Regions from separate parts of the Mus musculus genome. Here all the other regions are linked to region 6. Evidence: chromatin contacts called from public Hi-C and promoter capture Hi-C data. All regions are on one chromosome and are shown on one strand. Each heading gives the region's core, a stretch centred on a gene start, on an enhancer-like site or on the middle of the called end of the contact. The rest is flanking DNA. Distances are from core to core; before and after follow the strand shown. Region 1 holds the start of Anxa7 (annexin A7). Region 2 holds the start of Mrps16 (mitochondrial ribosomal protein S16). Region 3 holds the start of Camk2g (calcium/calmodulin-dependent protein kinase II gamma). Region 4 holds the start of 1810062O18Rik (RIKEN cDNA 1810062O18 gene). Region 5 holds the start of Sec24c (Sec24 related gene family, member C (S. cerevisiae)). Region 6 holds the start of Rtraf (RNA transcription, translation and transport factor).

What was found. Promoter capture Hi-C pulls out the DNA fragments that hold promoters and counts their contacts. Hi-C and Micro-C count contacts between places; a contact is called where the count stands out from the background. Capture Hi-C pulls out chosen DNA fragments and counts their contacts.
Region 1: a promoter capture Hi-C map of pre-B cells shows a contact between it and region 6, with 2.2 times the contacts expected there. The contact joins the promoter of Anxa7 here to the promoter of Rtraf in region 6. A contact is called at or near these places in 3 of 39 promoter capture datasets (frontonasal cranial neural crest, hippocampal neurons and pre-B cells), 1 of 115 datasets of contacts at active chromatin or transcription factors (pancreatic cancer cells) and 1 of 9 other capture datasets (pancreatic islet).
Region 2: a promoter capture Hi-C map of liver shows a contact between it and region 6, with 3 times the contacts expected there. The contact joins the promoter of Mrps16 here to the promoter of Rtraf in region 6. A contact is called at or near these places in 9 of 39 promoter capture datasets (cranial neural crest, embryonic stem cells, hippocampal neurons and 5 more), 3 of 484 Hi-C or Micro-C datasets (CD4 T cells, CD8 T cells and pre-B cells) and 2 of 115 datasets of contacts at active chromatin or transcription factors (pro-B cells and stem cell-derived neural progenitor cells).
Region 3: a promoter capture Hi-C map of pancreatic islet shows a contact between it and region 6. The contact joins the promoter of Camk2g here to the promoter of Rtraf in region 6. A contact is called at or near these places in 1 of 39 promoter capture datasets (pre-B cells) and 1 of 9 other capture datasets (pancreatic islet).
Region 4: a Hi-C map of CD8 T cells shows a contact between it and region 6, with 7 times the contacts expected there. The contact joins the promoter of 1810062O18Rik here to the promoter of Rtraf in region 6. A contact is called at or near these places in 3 of 39 promoter capture datasets (cranial neural crest, pre-B cells and stem cell-derived epiblast-like cells), 1 of 484 Hi-C or Micro-C datasets (CD8 T cells) and 1 of 115 datasets of contacts at active chromatin or transcription factors (memory CD8 T cells).
Region 5: a contact with region 6 is called in a promoter capture Hi-C map of pre-B cells, with 5 times the contacts expected there. The contact joins the promoter of Sec24c here to the promoter of Rtraf in region 6. A contact is called at or near these places in 3 of 39 promoter capture datasets (cranial neural crest, liver and pre-B cells) and 1 of 484 Hi-C or Micro-C datasets (pro-B cells).

What each region holds. Positions count from the first base shown.
Region 1 is chr14:20,478,494-20,481,594 of GRCm38.p6, forward strand. It overlaps Anxa7 (annexin A7), which reads right to left and starts at 1,640. Exons shown (of 13, transcript NM_001110794.1): 1 at 1,402-1,640.
Region 2 is chr14:20,392,065-20,395,209 of GRCm38.p6, forward strand. It overlaps Mrps16 (mitochondrial ribosomal protein S16), which reads right to left and starts at 1,570. Exons shown (of 3, transcript NM_025440.3): 1 at 1,417-1,570; 2 at 1-89. The coding sequence starts at 1,429. It overlaps Cfap70 (cilia and flagella associated protein 70), which reads right to left. Exons shown (of 29, transcript NM_029698.1): 27 at 2,850-2,951; 28 at 2,569-2,616; 29 at 2,126-2,337. The coding sequence ends at 2,257.
Region 3 is chr14:20,792,240-20,795,523 of GRCm38.p6, forward strand. It overlaps Camk2g (calcium/calmodulin-dependent protein kinase II gamma), which reads right to left and starts at 1,849. Exons shown (of 21, transcript NM_001360186.1): 1 at 1,662-1,849; 2 at 280-374. The coding sequence starts at 1,726. Gm30108 (predicted gene, 30108) reads left to right here and starts at 2,000. Exons shown (of 2, transcript NR_153779.1): 1 at 2,000-2,221.
Region 4 is chr14:20,544,760-20,548,124 of GRCm38.p6, forward strand. It overlaps 1810062O18Rik (RIKEN cDNA 1810062O18 gene), which reads left to right and starts at 1,534. Exons shown (of 6, transcript NR_033571.1): 1 at 1,534-1,585. Ppp3cb (protein phosphatase 3, catalytic subunit, beta isoform) reads right to left here and starts at 1,814. Exons shown (of 14, transcript NM_008914.3): 1 at 1,597-1,814. The coding sequence starts at 1,681.
Region 5 is chr14:20,672,708-20,675,997 of GRCm38.p6, forward strand. Sec24c (Sec24 related gene family, member C (S. cerevisiae)) reads left to right here and starts at 1,614. Exons shown (of 23, transcript NM_172596.2): 1 at 1,614-1,681; 2 at 3,251-3,290. The coding sequence starts at 3,279.
Region 6 is chr14:19,822,314-19,825,456 of GRCm38.p6, forward strand. It overlaps Rtraf (RNA transcription, translation and transport factor), which reads right to left and starts at 1,510. Exons shown (of 8, transcript NM_026528.3): 1 at 1,356-1,510; 2 at 253-377. The coding sequence starts at 1,416.

The DNA of each region.
Region 1 (3,101 bases), core at 390-2,889, 660 kb after region 6:
GAAAAGGGTGCAGCCTGACTGGGAGAGTGCATGCAGGTGTGTGTGGGGTGTGTGTGGGGTGTGGGTGTGTATGTGGGGGGTATAACGACAAAGCAGCTCATTTTTTCATGGCCTTTTAGCCCCTTTAAACATTGCTCATGTGATCACTTCAAAAAGTAGACTTTAAACTTTTTGTAAAAGGCTAACAAACCCTAGGGTGACTCAACAAATTACTCAGCTCTGCTGAAGTTAACAGGACTCTTCTGAGTGAACCAGAGCTTTTGTTTTCCCTTTAACAATGTTACAAACAACCTTTAGAAAAACTTGGAAAATCCAATCTTGGTTCTCCAAACCATCTCCACCCAGTGAGTCAGTTAGTAAAAGGGTGGATCTATGTCAGTCTCTCAACTGGCAAGAGGCCTAAGAAGTTAAGGGTGGGGTTGGGGGTGGGGACCGGTGACAAACTGGGAAGGGAAACAGGAAGTGTGACTTAGGCCAGGCAAGAACAGAAACAGTTTCCCAAAAGCCGCCTCTAGGTTCCGGAAGGGCCATTTAAAGCAATGACTGAGGATAACAGGGAAACAGGGCTTAGTCCTCTGCGTGGGAAGGTAGCCCTCTACTTAACCACGAGGGCTAAAGGGTGGTTTAAGTTTGCGGGAGCAAAATTATTTACTCCACTTGTTTCTAATGATTTCCTGGCCTAAACCGTAGCTCACTACACTTGTACTGTAATTGGGGCAGATTGCTTTATCAGAATGGCTCGCTATCACCTGGCAGCAATTAAGGAATGTAATGGATAACAGTAAAATACCTTTCGTCTTTTCACTTGGTTTAGCCATTCCCCTCTGCATCTTGCTTACCTAGACGGCTGATATGGGTCAAGGACAAGGAAAAAAAAATCTAGATTGTTACTGGAATAGTTTCCAAGAATTTTAAACCGGAGCTTACATATCAGGCTTGTGAATTCTGCCCTAGATGTCATTAAGCACGGCACAAATTCCTCAAGTTCCTCTAAATTTGCTGTGTCACCAAAAAGTCTAGTCACTAGCCAAAGCCAGCTTTCGGAGCTGCTAGTCGGCCTTCTGGCAAGGGGCTTCACCAGGGCCACCATCGGGCCTTAAGTCCGCCACTTGCGGCCCAACTGACCGAAAGCGGGGTACCACTGCTGCCTGGCATCCCACTCTAAGCCTAACAGAGTGATTTACCCACAGACCTTCCCAGTCCTCCAGCACGCAGGGAAAGCATGCCCAACCCACCCCAAACACCCGAAACGCGTCCGAGTCCGCGTCCGCCACCCGGAGGCCCACCTCGTTAGGACACGCGCGGGGCTCTACGACTACGGTTGGAAGACCAGACCAGGGACTGGGAACGAGCTGACTGACCGACGGAAGAACAGCAAGGGGAGGGGGTGCGAGTCCTCACCTGAACGAGAAAGCAGCGTCACACCCTAGCCCGCTTTCCTGCAATATGGAGCCAGAGGGCGTGGCGCATGGGCGGCGCGAGGGTGCTAGCTGCTTGGACCGCCCCCAAGCTCGGGCGGGACGCTGCGCCCCTCAGGTGGCTCAGCTAGTTTTAACACGTGTCTATATCTCAGCGAGGTAAATCTACTCCAGGTGGTGCTACTGTAGAAAGGAACTGCAGCTTTGGGTGGAGCCGCGCAAGTGGGCGGAGCAGAGGGACTCAAAGATAGAGAGCTCCAGGCCTCCGGGGATCCTGAGAACCTAGGTTTGTTTCATGTGACTATAGGGAATTGTGAGTAGACAGAACTGGAGTTGAATTAAACAAAACTAAGCAGGGTTCAAAGTTCTACTGGTCCATTAGTGTTAAACTCACCATATATAGAACTAAGTATTTGAGGCACTTACATGGAAAGAAAACATACACAGAGACATAGTGAAGTGATGAATGGAGGTTACAGGTCAACCAAATGTTCACCTCTTTTTTTTTTTTTTTTTTTTTTTTTTTTTTTTTTTTTTAAGGTTGGTCTTACTGGGACTGATGGGCAGTAAGGCAAGAATGGCTGATCAGTGAGCTCCTGGGATTCACGTATGCATTTTCAGTGATAGAATTACAGGCTGGCATTTGCACCTGACTGAGCCAGCTCTCCACCATGGCTTTCACTTTCACGACAAAATTGTATTTGGGTATGTAAGCCTGAGCATGACTTGTAGGGATTGTTTCCCTTCCTCTACCATGTGATTTTCAGGGATGGAATTCAGGTCATAAGGCTCCACGGTAAACACTTGGGTAAGGCATGGAGACAAATGCCTTCACACCTCAGCACACGCCAATTCCACTATACTACAGTTTTTAAAAAAGTTTATTTGTATAAGATATATTTCTGAGTGTGGGCACATGTGGAGGTCAGAGGACAACTTGGAAGAGGAGACAGTGCTCCCTTTCCACCATGTAGGTTGAGAGAATGCCACTGTGTTTTCCAGGCTTGGCTGCAAGGCCCATTTACCACTGGGCCATCTCACAGGCCCAAGGCACTTTCACTTGATATTTGAAACATAAAATTTAAAATAAGGTAAGCCAGGCAGTGGTGGCGCACACCTTTAATCCCAGCACTTAGGAGGCTGAGGCAGTTGAATTTCTGAATTCGAGGCCAGGCTGGTCTACAGAGTGAGTTCCAGGACAGTCAGGGCTACACAGAGAAATCCTGTCTCAAAAAGCCAAAAAGCCAAAAAAAAAAAAAAAAAAAAAAAAAAAAAATTGAAAGAAGGTAGTTTTTTGTTTTCATTGTTACATCCCAGAAGTAAAAGGTATCCTGGAATCCTCTGGTATTCCTGGAGCCAAGGAATAGCAGAGTCACACCACACATCAAACCTTACAGAATAGACTTGGCAAAGAAGCAGTGAAGAAGTGAGCAGAAAGCAGGCTTTCTATCCGGTGTCTTGGCGGGGAGGTGCAGACCTTTCCAGGGTGGCCAGATCATGAGCTTCTTTTTCTGTAGGGCGGGGCCTGGCCACTCCCACTCTTCTGTTCGAGTAGCCTGTGGGGTGGAGCCTGGCAGCTGGAGGTCTCTAGGTGCTTCATACAAGGGGAGTCTCTGCACATGGCTGCCCAAGTTGGTGTGAAAGCCAACATTTGTGCTACTCGTGTAATATCTAAGAAAACAT
Region 2 (3,145 bases), core at 320-2,819, 570 kb after region 6:
AATGCGGTAAAAAGGCCGGTTGGTGCAGCCACCCAAAGCAAGGCGTATGGTTAGGTGGCCTCCGTGGTAGGCTTTGCAGAAAATGGTTGCTGTAGAGAAATAGTTCGTTAGGGTGCAAAAATGTTTAGTAGACTCAAAATATAAGGTAATATAAGGTAAAGGCACAATTCCTCCTTCTACTGCAATGTTCTCACTTCCAATCTATGCCCTGCCCCATCCAGCTTAGATACAATCGTGTGGGTGAAACTCCTCCTTAACCCCTCCAGACCAGACATACCTCCTTTTTTCCAAATCCACATAACACAGTCCTGCCGAGGTTGGGGTCCACTTTACCCTTGGAGACTCCATCTTGTAAATAGTCTCCACTTTGTACTAAGATAAATTCTAAGAAACAGCTGAATTCCCAGAAATGGCTTCTGGCCCCAGGCGCCCCATATGAACTTAGGCCACAATATCTCACCCTATGCCTTGTTGGTTAGCAACTAGTCCGGACTGAAACCAACCAGCCACTATATAGGCTCTGACTGGCTGGCCTCAATCCAGGCCAAGTTAAGAAGCCAACTGAGACCCTATAGGTGGAACAACAATATGAACTAACCAGTACCCAGGAGCTCTTGTCTCTAGCTGCATATGTATCAAAAGATGGCCTAGTCGGCCATCACTGGAAAGAGAGGCCCATTGGACTTGCAAACTTTATATGCCCCAGTACAGGGGTACGCCAGGGCCAAAAAGGGGGAGTGGGTGGGTAGGGGAGTGGGGGGTGGGTATGGGGGACTTTTGGGATAGCATAATGTAAATGAGGAAAATACCTAATAAAAAGTTTAAAAAAAAAAAAAAGCCAACTGAGGTACTTGACCGGTAGTAACCCACTTAAAATGACAGGTATGGAAAACCATGCATGTGGTCCCTAGCCCATCCAATTTGTGGTTTTTATGTTTTAAAAGGTTGTCCTGTCTTGCCCCACGCTGTCACGTTTTGGACCCCGAACCCAGCCGTCTCCCCGAAATATTAGCTTTTAAAATAAGCTTGCTGGTTTAAACTTGGTTTTCATATTGGATTATTTCCAAATTCTCGGACCCTAACACCATTTACTAAGCCATGACCTTGTCTTACCCTTAGGTGCCTCATCTGTAAAACGATTTCTACGATGTGTGGTAAAAAACTGAGACAGGCTGGGCGCGGTGGCGCACGCCTCTAATCACAGGGCCTTTGGGAGGCAGAGGCAAAGGTCTGTCTAGGAAGGAGTTCGAAGCCAGCCCGTCTTTACGCTGCGAGTTCCAGGCCAGCCAGAGCTACCCAGTGAGACCACTGCTAAAAGCGAGACGGACTGAGACGAAGCTCCGCTGGAAGGCGATGTGGCCGCGCCTAGCCCGGGTCGCCGCAGCCCACGCCCGCCCGGAAGCCCCGCGCACTCACTGAGCTGGACCATGGTGCCTGGGCGAGCGGCTCTCCAGCTGTCCCGCTGCACAGCCCCGCGGCACAGAGCCTGAAGCCCGGAAGAGCGCCCCCAAGCGGCCGGCGGGCACACGACGCGACGTCCGCACCACTCCAGAGCCGGAAAGCCCTCTGCGGAAGCCTCCGGCCGATCGGCCCGCCCCTTCCGCTTTCTCTTCCAATGCGCACGGGAGGGCAACCGAGCGCCGGGAGTGCCACAGGGCGCCGGTGACTGATCCTTGACTGCTACGGAAGAGGCGTGTCTGTAGGCGTGGGCTGCTGGCGGTCTTCAGCTGAGTGCCTGCGGCGTGCGGGAGACTTTCCTGTCCGCGGCGGTGCTGAGTTCCTTGCAGGCCGTTCCATCCTGCGACGGTTCCCCCGCCTCCGGAATATCCTCTGTTCTCTTACCCACTGTCAACTGTGTGTGACACAGCACAGTTGTATTCTGGTCCCACCTTTGAAGATGTTGCCTTAATTTCCAAGCCCCAGTAACATTGGTCCAGAACTTTGGCAATTGTGCACCTCCAGGGAATCTTACCAACAAGGTGATCAGATAAACTTTAAAAAGTAATTCTAATAGTCACACCATTATGCCAGATATCTACCCACAAATAGTGGCTATTAATTAGCTACATGTACATAAGAGCATATAAAATATAATGTGCTATACATACGACTCCAGAAACATGATAAATTTTGAGTTTGGGGTTTATATTTTTTTAATGTGAACTAAAGGGGTGGGGATGGGCAGGCTTCATCTGGTGACAGTTTGGAAAGGAAACGTGCTTGGGGCTCCATATTAAATATCCACTTGTAAGGCTGTCAGAAAGATGGATTTCCAAAACCAACCATTTCCTGTACAGTGTGGATTTCTTCAAGTAGAGCCTGGTCTTTCAGTTTCAGCTGCAGAAACAAGGCAGGGAAGAAGTTATGTCCAACACACCAGGTGACTTTGAAGACCCCTAATTTAAGAGGCTCCAGATTTGTGGGGACGGGATGGGCCTCTCCTGTATTCTCGACACCATGGAAGCTCTCAAAGAATTGGAATGTATTGGATCTTGGGTGGGAATTCATCAGGCACTGAGCGCTCTCATGGTCTGTACACTCTCAGAATGGCAATCAGCTGTCGCATACCTTTATTGTGTACTTATAAGCCTGCTCTGCTTCCAGTTGTCGTCCAACCTGAAAGAAGCAATTAACATCTTTCCTAGTAAAATGTGAATCGGAGGTTACTGACCACATCCATCTCAAGGAGGAACCGCCCAGAACATTCTCCTTGTCATCAGTAGAGACAAATCTGGAACTCTTCCAACTTCAGTTGCTGTGTGCTAACAGCCAGCTTACCTTTCTTTCTTAGTTGGGCCTTCACCTGACCCCTGAGAGGGCCTTGTGAAGGGACAATAAGAAACACTCACTTTCAGGCAGACCAGAGCCAGATAGGCCCACACTTCGGCGTTGCAGTTATTCAACGCGTTGGCTTCAGACAGAGCATCCTCAGCTTCCGTGAGCTCCTCCAGCTTGGCAGAGAGAGAGTTAGGAGATACAGTCCAAATTGGTTTCCACTTAAGCATAGTAGAGTTGTTAGAATTCCTTCTAGGCTCCACCCCACGGTTACCTGGCAATTGCCAGGTATGCCTAGTTTACTATGAAAGGAGCTCCTCTCTTTGCTCTCTCTCTCTCTCTCAATGATTCTGGCCTTCCCTCTTCTCCT
Region 3 (3,284 bases), core at 599-3,098, 970 kb after region 6:
CCATACAATACACTGCCTTCTCAATTCTCCACTGAGAACTTGAACTCCCTCAACCCTTTGGAGACCACTCCAGCTACACTCATCTCTTACTTTTTTTTCCCCCTCCCTGAGCACTTCCAATTCCCTCACACCTCCTTGTCTGGCTTCTAAGTCCACCCACCTTGAAATTCCAACTCATCTCCAAGTGCTAAAACACATACTCCCCCACCTCCCAGGGAACCTGCAGAAATCTAATTTCTGGAGGGATCCTCAAAGAGAGCCCTGGCAGGGCACGCTCACCTCGGGCGGACAACTTCTTGGTATTGATGATTTTTGCAGCATATTCCTGCGTAGATGTTTTCTTTACACACCTCCGGACCACTGAGAAGGCACCCCTGGAGAGAGAAGGGGGAAAGAACTGGGACACAGCGCCAAGCAAAGTGACACACACATACTTCAGATGAGGACAGCCATGCTCCAACCACCAGACTTGTAGGGACAATCAACAGCTAACTTAAGAATGGTAAGCCCACCCGATGGCCCTAAACAGATGTGGGTGGAGCACCACCTGGCTCCCATCTAGTTCCAACAGCCTCAAACCTCAGACTGGTGGGCGATGCTTCAAATACACACCTGCTGCATCTCACTGATTGCCTTGTGGTCCCAGCAAAGGCAACCAGGAGAGAGAAGAACAGGGAGACCTTGTTCCTCCTCTCAGCAGAAATAATTGAAAGTAGGGAAAAGGAGGGATTAAACAGAAGGTATGGTTTCCTGAGAAATTTCCCTTAAGCCTGGGAGAAAGTGACGCTCAAGATCCGCTCAACTGGCTTAAACCCACAGCATCCCCGCTCAACTGACAGCAGGGAAACAGAGGAAAGACAGCTCTGATTGTGACAGCAGTAACTCCCCTTCCCCGTGCTATTTTCCTGTACGTGACCCGCCAAATGGGCTGCGATCTCGGGCTCTGGAAATATCTAGGGGGGCGGGCAGAGCGGGGGCTGCAGTGGCCAGGCTCTGCACCGCGGGTGGGGGTGGCGGGGACCCGGGCTGCGGCGGCGGCCAGCTCAGTGCGGAGGGGAGGGGGATGCTGCGGCTGCGGCGCACGGCTCCTGGGACCACTGCAGGGATGGGGGGAGGGGCCGGGGGTGCCGCAGCACTGCCCAGCAGCAAGGCTGGGATCCTGGAAGCCGCACTAGCGGGGGGGCGGGGCCCGGCACTAAACATCTCCCCACACCCCGGCACCGCAGCGGGGCTGGAACTGCAGAGCCGGGGAGGGTCCTGAGTGCCGGGCGCGTGGGAACTGGGGGGCCGGTGCTGAGTGGGCTCCGGAGCTGGGTGGGGAGGGGGCGGTGGACAGGCGGGGTCGAGGGAGGGGAGCGTCTGAAGGGTGCGGGAGGGGCGGGGCTGGAAGGCGCCCCGGAGCAGTCCCGGGGCTGCAGTTCCCGCGGCGGCGCCGGGTGCAGCAGCCTGGCAGCTGCTGCAGGGCGCGGAGGGGGCTGCGGGACCGGGAACCCGGGGCTAAGGGGCCCCCGAGGCAGCACGCGGGAAAAGCTGGGGGTGGGGCGGGTCGAGGGGGCGCTGCAGCGGCCGGTGCAGGGCCGGGGGGCGGGGCGAGAAGCCGCAGAGCGCCGGGACGCCTGGACCAGGGTGGGGGGCCGCCGCGCGTGGCGGGTGGGCCGTACTTGCCGAGCTCCTCGAAAAGCTGGTAGTCGTCGGTGAAGCGGGTGCAGGTGGCGGTGGTGGCCATACTGGCGGGCGGACGCGGCGGTGCAGCCCGCGCCGACGTCGGTGCACAGTCACCGCCGCCCGGCCGAGGGAGCAAGAGGAGGAGACGGGGCTGAGCCCGGCAGCACCGCGAGACTTTACCGGAGAGAGCGAGGGAGGGAGGGACACCCCCGCGCCCGCCCGCCGGCCCCGCCCCCAAGCCCCGCTGGCCCCCGCCCCGCCCCCGGGGAGGGGCCTCCCACCGTCGGCCCCGCCCCGCCCCAGGAGCCGCCCGAACTGGGCCCCCTGCACCCGAGGGCCAAGGACGCGGGGTCCCCACTCCCGGCCACCCACTGGGACCGACCGAACTGGAAGACACCTCCTGCGGGCTCCTCCAGGGCGGACCCTGCAAGAGCTCAGGAACCAATGTGTGAAAGTGGTTCTTGAGTGGTGTTGGGTCTGGACCACCGAGGTCTGGGGAGAGGCCCCACACGTGGGTCCCATGACTGCAGCCTGAACCAAGCCGGAAAATGCCAAGGTCAAAGAGCGTATGTGAGACTGTACACTCGAGAGATGCCCCCAGACTGCAGAGCCAGCTGCCCGCAGCCTTCCCCCAGGGTGCCGACACTCTAGATTAGTGCAAGAATCAAGGGCATCATTAAGAAAAAACAAAACCAGAAAACCTTCAGCCGCGGTTTTATCAGCGAAACCAGGCCATGGGGCAAGATGTTTGCTTGCTTTTCTTTCTTTCTTTCTTCCTTCCTTCCTTTCTTTCTTTCTTTCTTTCTTTCTTTCTTTCTTTCTTTCTTTCCATTTATTTGTTTCGTGTGTGTATGCCTGTGGCCCTATGGTTGCCACAGCGCACGTGTGGAGGTCACACAACTTGGGGAGTTGGTTCTCTTTTCACTACATTGGGGGATGGAACTTGGGTAGTCAGGCTTAGCTCACGCATCTTTTTACTCACTGAGCTGTCCTGCGGGCCCGTGTGATGCTTTCCTGCATTCCAGTCTTAGAAATAAATGTTCTCTCCTAGGTCAGTAATAAAAGATAAAAGTAAGAATGTCTTGAAAAGGCTTTGTGCACTAGTGGCTAAAAGCAAAAGATGAAAACATGCTCGTTTTCTTGTGGGCATCCAGTACTTTTATTTATGACACTTTATCACATTTTGTAATGATGTATTTGCAAGTATGAGTGCTAGCACACAGTATTGAGAACTCTTGGATCATACTACCTAGCTCTCGGATGTCTGGAAAATCATTGACCTCAGGCATTCTGCAGTTCATGAAATCTGTCTGGGCCTTATTTGAGAACTGGAAATAATAGTGCAGTATACTTCATAGGGCTGTGAGCATTTACTGGGTTAAATCATGTATAATATTAGAGTAACCCTCAGTACCTTATTCAAACAGTGTTTGCAGCTATTGTGTAGTATTTTTCTTCCCACTAAACTGTGCACTCCAAAGGAACCCCTGGGTACTTCGCTCCAGGCTCAGTGTTCATAGAACGGCTCTGTCTCCAATATTACAACTTTATGGGACAGAGTCAAGTAAAAGCCACTCTGGAGGAGCAATGTGCAGGGCAATTTCCCGATGCCCCCCCCC
Region 4 (3,365 bases), core at 284-2,783, 720 kb after region 6:
TGAAATGAGATCTGACACCCTCTTCTGGTACGTCTGAAGTCAGCAACAGTCTACTTATTTATAATAATAAAATAAATCTTTGAGAAAAAAACCTATTCATTCTTTTTTTAAAATTTATTTAATGTATATGAGTACACTGTCACTGTCTCCAGACACACCAGAAGAGGCATCAGATCCCATGACAGATGGTTGTGAGCTACCATGTGGCTGCTAGGAACTGAACTCAGACTTCTGGAAGAGCAGTCAGTGCTCTTACCCGCTCTTACTCCAGTCCTATTTAGTTCATTCTAATGCTTAACCCAACCACATATGTCATGCTTTAAGAACCTAAAGTGCAGATTGAAAACAGAAAAAACACAGGTGGGCAGTGGTGGCGTACACCTTTGATTGGGCTCTTAAGAAGCAGAGGCAGGCATATCTCTGAGTTCCAGACCAGCCTACTTTCCAAGTTCCTGGCTAAGACTACGCAAAAAAGCCCTATCTCGAAAAACCAGCACACATACATACATACATACATACACACACACACACACACACGAGAAAAGGGTTTGTTTTAAAATATTTTAATGGCAAACCATGGTCACAATTCAAAGCAAAGCTAGCAGTATTTAAACACTGTGCCAGTCTATACTTGAGACACTGAATTTGAAAATTAAAATAACTTTAAAAATGAGCATAATCTAAATGACGAAATCTTCATTTTACGATTTCTGCTTATTGACTGCAAAATAAAGAAAAATAATTTCAGTTCTTAATATTCTTAATCCATAGTATTAGTGTGGTAGATGGGCTCTCTCTGAGAGCCTGGACTTTTAAGGAACTTTCAACTGCCTCTCAATTTAATTTAAATAAATCTGTTTATCTGTACACACACGTCCTCCCTGGCTCAGAAGAATTTCACTTTTCCTTCTAAAGAGTAAGTCGTGTGTTTAGAGGCGGCTTGTAAAACCCTTTCTGTTAAGTGTACCACTTCCTATACATGGGACTTTTTTGCCTCCTCTTTGTAAGATGGCTTTTTCCCCTGCCCCGCAGCTACGTCTGGGTTCCTAGGTCACCCCGGGATCCTTCATCCTGGTCCAGTCCCATACGGTTTTCCCGATTTCCGCGCGGGGTGGCATCTGAGGGCCGAGCGCAAACCCCCTGCGGCTGGCGCTAGCTAGGCGTTGTCACCCGGGAGCAGGCGTGGGCCAGAACGCGGGCGAGTCCAACGGCGTGCGGCTAAGGGGTTCCGGGGCCCCTCGGTGCGCCCGGGCAAGCCGGGAGTGCAGCTGTCGAGGAGCCGGAAGCTCTTAACGCGGGCGCCGCGCCGACCACAGGCAAAGCAGGAAAGAAAGGGGCTCACTGCGGCGGACGGCCCTGAGCCCGCGTTAGCGACAGCCCGCGCACGACGCCCGCCCGGGCCTGCAGGGCGAGCGGGAGACCGAGGAGCAGCCTACGCCTCGGCCCGGCCCAGCGGGGACCCGCCCAGGGGCCACTCCCCAAGGGAGGCAGCCAGTCACTCGCCCGCCCCGCCAGGCCCGCTCCTGAGGGGACGGACTCCCGCCCGCCCTCACACCGCGCCTCACGCCAGGCCCCCAGGCTTCGGGTACCTCTCACCTTTGACGACGCGGTCGGCCCCGAGAGGGGGCGGTGGGGGCGGGGGCGGGGGCGGCGCGGCCCGGGCCGGCTCCGGGGCGGCCATGCTGGGCCCGGGGCTCGGCTAGGTGCCGGGACGGGCGGGGTTGGGGGCGGGGGCGGCGGCTACCAGAGCCAAGCGGCGGCGCCGCCGGGGAACATGGCGGACCCTCTTTCCCTTCAGAGGGGCTAAGACCGTCATGCATCGCGCGTGCAGGGGCGGGGGCGGGACAAGCTCCAGGGACTTGAGCAAAATTACCGAGGCTACTACAGAAACGGAAACAGTCCAAGGGATCAGGTGAAAATTCCGTACATGCAGAAAGACAAACCAGTAAAGAGAGGTTGCAGATTAAACTGAGGGGCTGTTGATAAAATGCAAGGGGAAAAAAGGACGGTTTTTTGGCCGCTTTGGAGCCCAGGAAAATGAAGAGGTGTAATTTGATCTCAGAATTTCCCAGGCCTAGACAAATATATGACAATTTATCTACAAAATCTAAGTGATAATACTATGGCCAGAGAGAAAAATGAAAGAAGCATCAGGGAATCTATAGAGTGGCATTATCATTTAAAATGAAATTTTCCCTTTAATACCAGACCTCAGGAGGCAGGGGAAGGCAGAACTCTGTAAGTTCAAGTCTAGCTAGGTCTAACCACTCAGGGCAACAAAGTGAGACTGTCTCAACAAAACGGGGCCCTAGAGAGTTGCATAGAATTCGAACTCTTGCTTTGAGAGTTTGGAAAAGTCCAAAGGCACATAAATTCAGCTGGAAAAGTCTAAGCACCACGATTTAAGAACCAAAATGGATCAAGGGAAGTAGGGAATGACACCAAGAGGTGTCCTGAGAACCTGTAAGATTCCCCTGGAAAGCCATTGCCTCTCTCGTAATTCACTGAGCAAATAAATTTGAAGGCAGAGAGATGGTTCAATGGATAAAGGTGCTTGCAGCCAAGGACTGTGATTTAAGTTCCTTAGGACTAATCCCCATGGCCGAAGGAGACAATGGAAAGAAGGAATTAGACTCCTTCTAGTCTGACATCTACTAAAACTTGTAAATAAAGAAATGAAATAGAAAAAAATGGAAAGCAGAGACTAAGTAGGTAGAAAATAGGAAATTAGTTCCTTATCTTTGTACATACTCGGAATTTGAATTTGGGCAACTTGCAGAAACAGATCCAAGTTGACCAGCATCCAAGAGGTCAAGAAACAAGTACAGGTGGTCCTTAACAGTTATTAATAAGATGCTCAGATGCTGAAGGCATAGGCCACCAAACCCAGTAATGGAACCACAGGGCACACAAGGTATTAAAAGAGAACTGACTAGTACAGCTTACTCTAGCCTTCATGTGTCCTCCTCATACATATGCACAGTCATTACACTTCTTCCAAAAAGATAGAATTGTGTGTATGACACGAGCAGTGTTGAATGGTTCAGGGGCCAACATATCTACTAAGGCCCATGTCTCTATGTTATAGCATCCAAATAGGATGAAACAAGAAAGCCCTCTGTATCTTATTACTCAGTAACACAAGTTCTCAGAATCTGTCCTCAGTGATTAGGAGGGCAACGTTCTCAGCATCTGTTGTTTCTTTGTGTTCATCAGTAAGATCAAGATCTGGAATAAATAAGGAGGGAAAACCCAATAGACATTCTTTGCAAAGGGAACCTTCCAAATTATTTTCTTTTGTGTGTTTATGTGTTTTACCTGCATGAATGTCTGTGCACCACATGTGTTCAGTCTCCATAGAGGGC
Region 5 (3,290 bases), core at 364-2,863, 850 kb after region 6:
CTGGATCCACACAATGAATTCAGGAGGGTTATACAGTGAGACCTCCTATGAGAGAGAGAGAGAGAGAGAGAGAGAGAGAGAGAGAGTCATAAGAGTGGATAAAAGTGGTGGTGGTAATGTACCCTTTAATCCCAGCACTTGCGAGGCAGAGGCAGGTGAATTTCTGAGTTCAAGATCAACCTGGTCTACAGAGTGAGTTCCAGGACAGCCAGGGCTACACAGAGAAAACCTGTCTCTGAAAAAAAAAAAAAAATCCCAAATAAATAGGAAAGATATTAATTTACATTTCTAACAAGTCTCAGCTGATACTGATACTAGGATCCACGGACAGTATTTTAAAAGTGGATAGAAACAGGGCTGGTGACAAAGAACACTGGCTGCTTTTCCAGGTGACTTGGGTTTGATTTCCAGCATCCATGTATCTTACAAGATTTGTTAACTCCAGTTCCAGGGGATCCAGTGCCCTCTTCTGGCCTCTGCAGGTACTGTAGTCACAAAGTGCACAGATACACATTCAGGCAAAACACCCATACATAAGACATTTTAAAACAAGCTAGACAGAAACAACTGACTGGTTAGTAACTGACATGCAAACTTAAATGCCCATTTTTCTCTAAGCATGCATTACTGTGTAACTACCATTACGTAGGAAAAAACCCCACAAAACAGTTTGCCTACTCTATTCATGAACCTAAGTTGGCCCAAAGAAGTGCTTAAAGCATAACAGCACAGAAAGAATTCCAATGCATGCAACGGAGAGGTTGGAAGCATAAAAAGTGGGAGTTCACGGTGATCATGGGTTATATATCCAGTTTCAGGATAGTCTGCCTATAAATTGAGATCCAGTCTCAAAAAACTGATTAGAGGATAAAAGAGCAATAATCATTTATTAGTTAACATTGTTCTCTGAAGAGTCTTATGATTACTGAAAGAATTGTAGCTCTTTTAACAGAGAGCAGGGAGGTCTTTATATTCTGGTAGAGTTACCTCTATTAAAAAAAGGGCAAGGCATAAAATGGTAACTAATCTTTATTGAATAAACATTATACTGAACAATCTTAGGAAACGTCTCTAAATTCATCCCAATTCACTGTTCGACACGAATTCTTTTCATTAAAGAAGTAAACCGGGGCAGAAGTTGTCCAAACATTGAACTAATCGGCCCAAAGTCGAGGGTTAGAACCCACCCTACCACTACCACGTGTGGCTCAAAGGTCAGGGTGAGCTCTACCGTAGGGACGCAAATCAACGGGGTGAAAGGTTAACAGGAAGTGGATACAAGACTAGCTGTCCTTAAAGTCAACACACGACGAAGGGAGCGTTACTAAAAATAATCTGACCTAGTTTTCTCAATACCCTCTCAGCTGGTAAAGCCATAAAAAAAGTCTGGAAAATGTGGAAAAATCTGGAAAGGAAAGAAAAAAAAAAAAAAAAAAAAAAGCATGAAACTCAGCAATACTTTACAGACTGCGTCCATGACGGGATACACCACATACGCATGCGCAACATCCGGGTTTCCGGAAGCGTGCCTAAGGCCGACGTGGCAGAAGGAGTGGCCTAGCCCTAGAGCATGGGGCGGAACTTCCGGGGACGGCACGCCAGCCCCCCCCCCCTCGGAACCGGAAGTTGAGCCTGGGAGCCTTGACGTTAGGAACGAAGTCGAACCTGGATCTGGAGCCGGGTGAGGAGTGGCATCGCGAGGTTGCGTGGTGGGGAGGAATGCTGAGGAGAGGCCAGGGTATTTTTGGCCTGATCGCTGTCCGGTTTTAGAGGAAAGGGAGGAGCCTGGAGGCGGGGCCTAGAAAGAGACCCTCACCTCTCGCATCTGTGGCCGGCGATCGGTCTTAGGTCCCCGGACCCCTCCCTTCACCTCCTGGCCCAGGTTCCGGCTCGCTTCGCCCTCCCAGCATGTTGAAGGGCATTAGAGGATTGGTCTTTACTGCTTAGTGAACCGGCCCTCTTCGTGGCCCTAGAGGCTGGCTTGGCTTCCGGATCTCGATCTCTGGAGCGCTCAAGCCTCCGCATCTCGGGTACTTTCAGAGTTCTAGGAAGCTTGCCCCGCCCCTTTCGGTTGTCACCCTCGGCTATCCCCCTAGAATGGAGTCAAGATTGGAGTTTGACTCTGAGCTTATTCGGTCCCTCAGCCTCCTTCAGGAAATTAAAGGGAGAGGGACGTTTCCCAGGCTTGATGTTGGTGGCATGTGCAACGTTTAGCGTTTGGAAGGACTGTTCTAAAATGGCTTTGACTTTACAGAGTTTTCAGTCCGGCAGCGGTTTAGCTTCTGGGCTCTCCTAGCAAAGAGAAACCTATTGTTCTACTGCAGCACCTGAAAGGAGGTCTCACTCTTCCTGGGCCTCTTCTGCCTGTATAATAACTAGAAGGATGTTTAGATCTCCAGTCCCCTTGTTGGAATGACCCCTGAAAAGGACCTCCAACTCATCCTTCTGTTCCTGGGCAAGATTGCAATAGTTTGATAGCGACCTATCAAACAAACCTTAGAACAGAAACAATTACAGGCATGCTCTTGGATGTAGAATACCCATAGTCCTCTGCTTGAGACATGAGATGAATGACCTTTGCCATGGAATATTGCTACTTTTTTTTTATCTTAAATGTTTCATTTGTGAGGTTAATACATTCTGTTCATGGAAAGACTGGGGTCAGAGTAACATTTGGATTATTGTAGGTCAGACAAAGAATACTGTTTCTCCCAAATAGCTACTTTACAGTTTTTCTTTGTGTGTGTGTGTGTGTGTGTGTGTGTGTGTGTGTGTGTGTGTTTGAACAAAACCTAGTACATTTGAAGTTATTCTGTTTTGGGGGATGAATGGATGACTTGGTGGTAGATACAATGAATGGAAAGTGGAAACATTGCTTTATTTACCTGTAACATCATGGTAGTTATCAGGCAGAGGACTCTGTGTGACTGCCTGGACACTGAAAGTCATACCACTGGAGAATGGCTGCTGCTGTTCTGTTCCATTAAGTCTGTCTGAAGTTGAAATTTATACCTTCTTGGCAGTGACACAACATGGGGTTCACAGTAACAAAACCCTTGCTTTGAAGAAAGTGACTGCATACTGGCGGGGCAGGAAGTTTCTGAGATCCTGTAGTAGTGTGGGAATAGTTCAACTGATCACAGCCTGATAAGGTCAATCCCTTTTCATCTCTTCCTTCCTTCCCTGAATAGTTGCTCCCTCCGTAGAAAGTTTGTTTTGACTGATTTCGTTCTTTTCCTTCATTCAATAGGTGAGATCAAATCGGGGATGCTCTCATAATGAATGTCAAC
Region 6 (3,143 bases), core at 260-2,759:
TACAAATTATGTAGACAATCCTATTAAGGAATGCCGTGACATTTAGAAAATGATGTTTAATCCAAATACTGACAGCTCGGTTGGAGATAATATAATTTGCTTTAAAAATCAAAACAACAGAGTTTGAATCCATGGAGTTAGCTTTACTCACACTGATCACTATTATATCTTAAAAGAACATAGGAATTTTCAACTCAACATACAACGTTTACAAAAGTTCTCTGTGCTTCCTTCTACTTCCTGATTCATTACCTTTTCAAAGAACTTGGGCCAGTCACTGCTGTGGATGTTTCTCAAGTTACCTCTGTCTTCAATCTTGTAGTGTCTGATTTTCTGGTCTTCAAGCCAAACGATAAAGTTTCTAAATTCTGTTTCATCTGCAACGAAACATCATATATCAAGTCACTAAAAGCCTTTGTGATCCTTGGTGGCTTTCTAACCTGCAAACACTACATTAACTGACCCCGAGGGAAGTCAGCAAGAGCTCAAAGTTCAGACTGCAGAGCCATAGATACCTGGCTCACTGCAATAGACTCAAATTCTGGATGAGCCTCAGAAAACCGGATACACTTTCTAAGCTTCAGATTCTTCAGATACAAGATGAGGAAAACGGGACTTACTTCGTGGGGATGTTTTGAGTATTGAATGAATTAAACATGCAGGGCACAGTGTTTCCTATGTTTTATTAGAACTCTGGTTCCTTTAGAGTTTAAGGGGCATTGGGCAGGTAAAAACTTTGAAGCAAGCCAATAGAATAAAATAAACTAGAAATAAACGATTAAAGCACCCTGAATACAAATATTAAAAACTGAAAGCTAGGGGACAGTGTACAGTTACCGGGACGCACCTGCTTCCTTAGATCCAACCCCTCCAAACACCAAAACCCAAAACCCTCAGGAAAGATCCTCATTTTACTCGTCAGAAAACTGAGGTCTCAACCCCCAATTTCGGCTCTACCGCCACCCAGCAATCTTGAGCCAAGTAAAAGCCAAGTAAAAACCAGGACTGACCCTGATATGCTTCTGGAGACCAAACGCTGCCACCCCGCTTCTACCGGTGCGTCCTGCACAGCGGAATGAGGCCCTGGTCCCCGCCTCACTCTCAGTTTCCCACTGGCCCGCAGGACTGGAATATCTTTTTTTCTGAACGGTTCCACTTCCCTGGCAGCCGGCCACGAACTTTCTGCGCGCCCCGAAGGGCATCCCCGGTCCCCTCCCCTACCCCGCAGGTGCCCGCCGAGCCGCCCGGGGGCCGGGAAGCCTGCCGAGCGCCTCAGGGCAGCGGCTGCCGGGTCTGGGTCCGGGTCCGGGCGGGCTGGGGAGGCGCCGTCGCCGAACCCCGCGGCCGCCACCCACCTTTGCAGTTGAAGCCTGAGGGGTTGTGGTAATCCAGGGCCGTGAGCTTGCGTCGGAACATGGTCCCCGCTGCTCGCGCTGGCCGCCCGGGCCTCCGCCGGGACAGGAGAAGCGAGGTGAGGCGGGCAGCGCAGGCACCGGCGACGCGGCGAAGGGGCGGGGCGGTGACCGACGCTCCGACGGACGGCGGACGGAGCCAATCGCGGCTTAGGAACGCCCGCAGCCCGCAAGCGCTGGCCAATCATCGCTGCTGCTTAGGAGGCGGGGCCACGTCGGTGCACGTCGACGCTCAAATAAACTTTATTGTCAGCTTCCTAGTTGTACAATGGACCGAAAGCAGGTCTGAAGCTGCGATTCGTGGATCTAACTCCTTTTCTTGCAACAGTAGGCAAAACCAAAACCCAAAACCAAAACCAAAAAAAAAAAAAAAAAAAAAATGTCTGTACGCTTTCTCGAGTCGGCTATAGCTCTTATTGGCTCAGAGTTGCTGTTTAATATCTTGAGCGTATTAATTGCTCGTCTTTGAACGCTGGTAATACAAAGATCGAAAAGAAAGGTCCCTGCAGGATATTCTTTCGGACTAATTGGAGTGATGTGGAGATTAGATACAACCCCCATGCCATATTTCAGTTTGTCCCCAAACAGTGAAGTCAGAAACCGGGAACCTGCGTTTCCTTCTCCTCAAACCTCTCAGTCACTACCTTCAGTGGGCCACTAAGTCCTGCCATCTCTTCTCTCTCATCCTTTCTTGCCTTTCCTGATGTATTTTCCCCACTCTGTAACGCGACTGATAATCTAAAGCGCCCATTTAAAACTTTCTTCTTATCTTTTAGCAAAGCTGTCGGTGCTTATGATCTAAGTTGCATGCTTCCAGGTTTTTGGCCTCTTATCCAAATATGCAAAAGCAAAATAGTTTTATTTGAAGCAATGCTATAGTGCAAAGTTACAGAATGACAGCAGGCAACGCGAGCAAAAGTACCAAGTACCTCAGGCTACAGCCTGGGTCTCTTCACCGGTCAAGAAAAAGGAGGCGCTGGTTACTAATGTGAATGATCCTTTATTTCAATTGATAGATCAGGTTATACGATCATTTCAATACTGCTCACGTCCCTTCCAATAATGCATCTGGCTTTAATCACATGCACAGGCATATGAGAGTAAATAAGAGATTCTTCTTAAAAGCTTATTAGAGGACATAGTTTCCCCTTAATTGTGCCTATACCCCAAGCAAGTTCAGGCCATCTTGACCCTTCTAATCTTTATACCCCATACATTGGGAATATACTTGAATAAAAACTGTGTAGGTGTGATTGGTACTAGGGGTGAAGAAACATTATTATTTAGAGGTAGAAGTATATATAATCTGGGGAGGTTAAGGGAGTTCCGAGGTGCCAGGTAAATTGTTTGGAGAATTTTTGGTTGTGTGTGTGTGTGTGTGTATGTGTGTGTGTGTGTGTGTGTGACTTACCAATGAAGGAACAAGGCTGCCAAGAGCATCATTGTAAGAGGGGCTATGTGAATAACCAGAAACAAATTGGGGTTCCAAGCTATCCTCTCTCCCATGCTTGCCTGCCTCAGGAACTGCCTGCTGTGCTCTAGAGACAATCAAATGCTCCTACTGGATTTAAGACCCTTCCCATTCCGTTACAAATTGTTTTCCAGATACAGGCGAGCAGTGATGAGCAGGACAGACTGGCTGTCTACTTTGATTCCATTTAAAAGACCAAAAAGGGAGGGTGGGAGGGACAAAAGAGAGAAACAGTGGCTTGGAGATAGTGAGGAGTTCAC